Linked DNA regions of Zea mays: region 1 is linked to region 2. Evidence: chromatin contacts called from public Hi-C data. All regions are on one chromosome and are shown on one strand. The core of a region is the stretch at or near the end of the contact, and the rest is flanking DNA. Distances in the headings are between cores, read along the strand shown.

Region 1 (3,170 bases), core at 295-2,794, 180 kb after region 2:
GTTCGATTTCCCTAACGAGAAACGAAAGGACAGCAGATTCAAGCGCATGCAGATTGCAGAATGAGATCCAAAACAGCAGAGGAGAGAGAGAGAGAGAGAGAGAGAGAGAGAGAGAGAGAGAGAGAGAGAGAGAGAGAGAGAGAGAGAGAGAGAGAGAGAGAGAGAGAGAGAGAGAGAGAGAGAGAGAGAGAGAGAGAGAGAGAGAGAGAGAGAGAGAGAGAGAGAGAGAGAGAGAGAGAGAGAGAGAGCGAGAGAGAAGCCGTGTCACCATCTCTGATCAAGATAGCCAGCAGAGCGACGTCGTAAGCTAACGTCAGCGCCGCCGACGTGGCGAGCCAGTTCCTCATGGCAGAAATCGTCGGCACGAAGTAGGCGAAGGCGAAGTAAACGATTCCCGTGGCCGTGATGAACCACTGCAGCCTGGCTGGGGTGTGGGTAAACTCCGTGTTGATTGCCTGGTTAATAATAACAATAACCACGAGTACGTATTACTAATTTACTGCTATATATATACTACTAGGAGTCTCCACCACTGGTCAGATACAGTTTTTTGTTTACCTTGAGCGCTCTTGCTCCTAGCAAAATGAAGCCCATGTTGCACAGAAGTAGAGTTGCGAACTGCAGGAACCAGGTGATGTAGTACATGTTCCTCCCTTGAGAACAAACAAATTAAAGCGTATATATAAAAAAAGAAGACAAACACATACTGTATGAGGTGGCACTCCCTCTTTCCAAATGAAAGGTGTCGTACGTTTTAGTTAGCTAAGCGAAGCTAATGCGTGCTTACCGAATATGAAGCCCATGAGGTCCCTGTAGCGGATGAACCTCTGGCCGTCGACGAAGTGGAGGCCGGCGAGGAGCCAGTTGGCGTACCACGCGGCGGCGCCGACGAGCAGCAGGCAGGCGACGCCCCACGCCCAGCCCAGGGGCACCATCATGAGGTTGGAGAAGCTGAGCACGTAGGCGCAGTTGAAGCCGATCACCAGGAGCAGCCCCACCTGCTGCCACGAGTCTGCGCGCGCATGCATGCAGAGGCGACAACATGACAACCATAGTTGAAGAAAAATCACAACAGCTAGCCTAGCATGCATGTTTCGTTCGCTTCATACATACCTGTGTCCACCGCATGAGCAGTAGCCGGCATGGTGTAGCCGCCGCCGCCGCCGCTGCCCTGCTTGAGCTCCTTGCCTGCAGCTTCAGTGTCCATCGAAGAACCAGCCATTATATTGCTCCTCTCTCTTGCAGCCTTCCTGCGTACGTACGTATATGAGCTAAGCTAGTAACGGCCCAGGCCGGAGGGACATGCCCCCCATCACGCTGCATATATAGGCAGGCAACGCACGAAGAAGCGAAAAGCCACGATTGCCCATTAATTCGTTCACGGGTATAGACTACTATAGAACACCAAGGGTAAAAAAAAAGAGAGAGAAGAAACAAAGGGTCTATTTCCACTGAAAGCTGGCTGTCCAAGATAGAAAAGAAAAGATAAAGCCGATAGGGCAATTCGCCTTTGGTTTCGAAAGTTGAGGCACTAGAGCTCGCTCGCATATACGACATAGCGAAGAGCCAAACAAGGGCTAGTGTAGCGGTTGCGATTTCCTTCTCTTCTCCGGTCGGTCTCGACCCCCACAGCCCCACTGCAGGCAGGCCGGCCGGCGCGTCATCGGATTCAGTGCTATAACGTCGTGCTGCTGTTACGTAGGAGAACGTAGTGTGACTGTGTCGTAGTCCTCGGTTCCAACTTGCTCTCTGTCTCTCCCATCTGCGCGCGTCGGCCATCTCCTTCTTTTCTGTGTCCGTTAGCTGGGTGGCAGAAAAAAATGGTTGCGTGAGATGGCGGATTTTATCAAAATTATTATTTTATTGGTTAATTGGGAATATAGCGATTAAAAAATAGCAATATGTCAGCCTTAATACTATCCGTAGTGGTTCCCTTTAAAATTTTCCCCATATATCACTTTTGGTATCACATCATCAACATTTCATCCCCTACTTTTATCTCCCGCAGCGGTTCCCCCTAAACACTTCCCCTATAGGCTATACCCCACCACAACCATAAAATATCATTTTATATACCTACTTTTTATCCACTATCAACTTTTCATCTACTAACAATTCATCGCGGGCCCACAGCCGCAGTACCAAACAGTGTTAGGGCGCGTGAACAGTGACATGCCAGAACTGGAGGGAGAGAGAAGAACTCCGCTCGCTAGGGGGCTGTGTAGAGGCAAACAATGCGGGCGTAGGGGGTCTCCTGTAGCCGACATGCAAGGGGAGAGGGAGGTAGAGCGGCATGCGCTGCGGAAAGTCTAAACGACCGAGAGTGAACTTAGAGAGCTGACAGATAGCAGGGACTCGTATGACGGACATGGCAGTCGGTGCCGATAGGATCCAGCATCTCATCTAGCATCTCAGTCGGTGCCGATAGGATAGCAGGGACTCGTATGACTCGTATTTTATTGATTTATTTATAGTTTGCTACGCAAAACAATACATATGAGTAAATTTTGGGTAATCTGCTGGGCTCAGTCTACTCGGCAACCTGGCTACCGCTATCCTGAGTCGACTATTGAGCTACTGATAAGCGTGTTGGCCCACCAGCCATTGGGGCTGTTTGGTTCAGCTTTTTTCTGACCAGCTTTTCTGAAAATCTGGCTGTAGGGAGAATCTGGCTGTGTGGAGAATCTGAGTATCATTACGATTACGTGTGGATAAAGATAAAGTTATTCATAGGGTTCAGGATCTAGAAAGTGACGGATTCCTACTATTACAACGACTCAACCGATTATGTGTTTATGTTGATTTTGGATGGTTTTTGCCTCAACGAATTTTATAGAAGCTGGCTGAAAAGCTGAGTGTTTGGTAGTCCGTAGCAGCTTTTGGTGGCCAGAAGCTGCCAGAAGCCGAAACAAACAGACCCATTGACAAGCCAGTCGTCGGTCTACGAGCTAACCACGCTGGTGTATTTCATGTTTAATTTGCTTCTAAGCTGCGGTTATACCCTATGTTTCCTTAACATAGCATGTCTTTAAGTCGACTATTAAGTTACGACACGTTTGATGAGCTGATATTGAAACTCACCATTCTAATAAAGATGAAACCTAAATAAATCTATTGGGACATAACTCTCTTAGCGATGTGTCATAACAGAACCTAGGTATGATATTAAA
Region 2 (2,812 bases), core at 113-2,612:
AATTGTCCCGAAGCCTGGTCCAAAGCACGATTTTTTGGCTTGGAATTAGCCCGACCGAGCCTAAATAAGCGGGCCAAGAACGAACAATGATCTAAGCCCGACGGGCTGGTCCGGACCGGCTCATTTAGTGTCTGTCCCGTTTTTTTACACTAAACCCTGCTTTTGCACCAGTTCCGCCGGTGGAATGTCTTGAAGACCGAAAGTCCGGGCCTTTTAGTGTTTCTTTGCTTTTGCGCCAGTTCGAGACTCCATCCAGTACTGCCGGCGGAATGCTGAGGTGAGCCGGCTCGTCGTCGGTGCAAGTTGAGGTCCAAGCGCCGCCATCGCACTGCGAGGGATGTTGAGTGACGCCGCCTCTCAGTTCAAGCGCGAAATGAGGATGAGAAGAGAGAGGCGCCCACATGCAGGGCCGGTCCTAGCATTTTAGGGGCCTTAGGCGAAAACTAATTTAGAGGCCCCTATTATCTCTCTATATTATATATCTAATATGTATTTATATATAAAGTTTTTTAAAACATGATTGTTGGTCATAAATAGTTTTTCAATAATTCTAGTTTTCAAAAAAAATTACGGCTAAGATTCGATAGGCAATAGAGACATTAGGATAACAATTCACCTCTAAGATATTCTTGAAAATTCATGTAGCAGACAATACTCCATTCAAAAATCTCTTATCTTGGTGCCGAAATAAATAAGAGTTTGGGATAAAAATTTTGACTTTAAAATCCCATATAGAATATATCAATGAACAATCATTAGTTCATGAGATTGAAAAATACACACATATAACATATAATATAAGAATTAGTACACTATACGCTACGACTATAGTCATCTATCGAACACGCACTCAGGGTGTCACCACGTCGTGTTAGGAGTCTGCGATGATTTGTTTTCTCTATGACTGCAATAGACTCATCGATTTGTTTCTTAAATTTCCAACCAGCTACATCTAGCGAACAGACTATTGAATAATGTTTGATCAAGACCAATTACTAAATATTCATAACACACATTATATACTTATATTTAATACATATTTAAGGGGCCCGTAACTTCGGGGGCCTGAGCGGCCGCCAACTCTGCCCACCCCAAGGGCCGCCCTGCCCACAGGTAAAGAGCGAGGTGTTTTTTTTGTCAGGGGCAAAAGTGTCCAATGAAAAACTGACATCAAAATTAAATAGTTTTATGTTTTAAATAATCCTTTAAATAGCATTTTGTCTGTAAGCAGCATGTTTACATAATGATATTTGAGCGAATTCTAAGTCGGAAGAAATCCAAATTTGTCACGAATCTGATGGTATATGTATTCCCTGTTAATCCAAATTTCTCACGAATCAGATGGTATCCGTATTCCCTGTTGTTCCCTCTCCGAATTCGACCCCGCCGCTAAACCCCGCACCGGTTGCCGAGGCGTCTCCCGCTCCAGCTCCGACTCTCACGCGACTAGGGTTCTGTGCGTCCACTTCCCCGTCGGCGCAATGGAGGTCGGGGGTAACCACTTGCACTTCGTCCCTCTTTTTCCATCGCTACTATCTTTGTCTGCTCAGTGCGGTTTGCGGCTCGGTTTCTCAACCACTGCTCCCCTCTGGTGAGTGCGGGAGGGACCGATCGATTGTTATCGCGTGTTACGCGTTCCAGGTGGTTTTTCGTTTCTAGACGCCTCCGTGTCCCGTGTACCGTTAGTAGTCTCCGATTGTTTTTGTTCTGTGATACCAGGTCCCGATGCCAATTTATATATGCTTTATGCTACTTTTGGAATTCAACTGAGGTCGTCGCGATGGAGTTAGATTCAGCTCGTTGGGTTGGCAGTAGGCATCTATCATACAAGTACTGTCCTTTTTTAATTGCAAGCGAGAACCGTAGATATAATTGTGATTTGTTAGTTTTTTTAATAAATTTACGTGAGCTGGTGGTGGAAGTGGTTAAGTGTTAAACTTGACATACGGTTGGATCAGAAGGCTCGTTCGCATGCTTGCACATAAGATATGATTGTACAGTAGTCGTTGCCACACTCATGTTGAAAAGTAGTGTGTTGTGTTTGGATGTCACTTTCTACATTTGTTCCAAGAATTTCGGTCTAGGATATTTACGAGTCTGTTGTCTCCTTTGGCAGTTGTCATGGAAGTTCTATTTTTGCCCTCTCGAGAATGATTATATTCTGTGGATACATGTATGTACATTTATGGTACGCCAACGTGGGTACTGCTAAGGCTATATAATGACTTGGTTGGATATGTCACATGTTACTTAGTCACTATATTCATACTTGGCTAATCTGTTTGGTATGTGTGACATCTATGGTCAGATTTCTGTGGTTGTCCACCAGTATGGTGCATTTTGTTATGCCTCTTTGTTGATGTAAAACTACCATAAGCTGTATTTGTGGCATAACTGACCTATTTACAATTGTATTTTTTGATTTGGTAGAAAGTGCATCAAGTGGTTTTTTTTTCGTTTTTTTTTGTTTCTTCGCTTGCAATACTAAGTTACCGAATTGATTTTTATAATCATACAGGTCAAGAAGTGAAGCCAGGAGCCACGGTTTCTTGCAAAGTTGGTGATGGCTTGGTTATCCACCTTTCACAGGTTTATGCACTTTACCCTGATATATATATATATATATATATATATATATATATATATATATATATATATATATATATATATATATATATATATATATATATATGGGAAATTTGGATCCATACCATTAAAAGATCACCACTTTAGATCCATACCATTACTATCTCACTTACATGTGGGTCCACATGAGTCAATGACATGTGGGGTCTATGGTATATATCTAAAG

Evidence for each region. Hi-C and Micro-C count contacts between places; a contact is called where the count stands out from the background.
Region 1: a Hi-C map of leaf shows a contact between it and region 2, with 8 times the contacts expected there. The contact joins the promoter of LOC103650866 here to the promoter of LOC541932 in region 2. A contact is called at or near these places in 3 of 25 Hi-C or Micro-C datasets (ear, leaf and tassel).

Annotation. Positions count from the first base shown.
Region 1 is chr3:169,282,544-169,285,713 of Zm-B73-REFERENCE-NAM-5.0, forward strand. It overlaps LOC103650866 (proline transporter 1), which reads right to left and starts at 1,545. Exons shown (of 8, transcript XM_008676456.4): 1 at 1,114-1,545; 2 at 788-1,012; 3 at 559-653; 4 at 269-455; 5 at 1-11. The coding sequence starts at 1,222.
Region 2 is chr3:169,101,335-169,104,146 of Zm-B73-REFERENCE-NAM-5.0, forward strand. LOC541932 reads left to right here and starts at 1,363. Exons shown (of 8, transcript NM_001111595.1): 1 at 1,363-1,494; 2 at 2,519-2,589. The coding sequence starts at 1,482.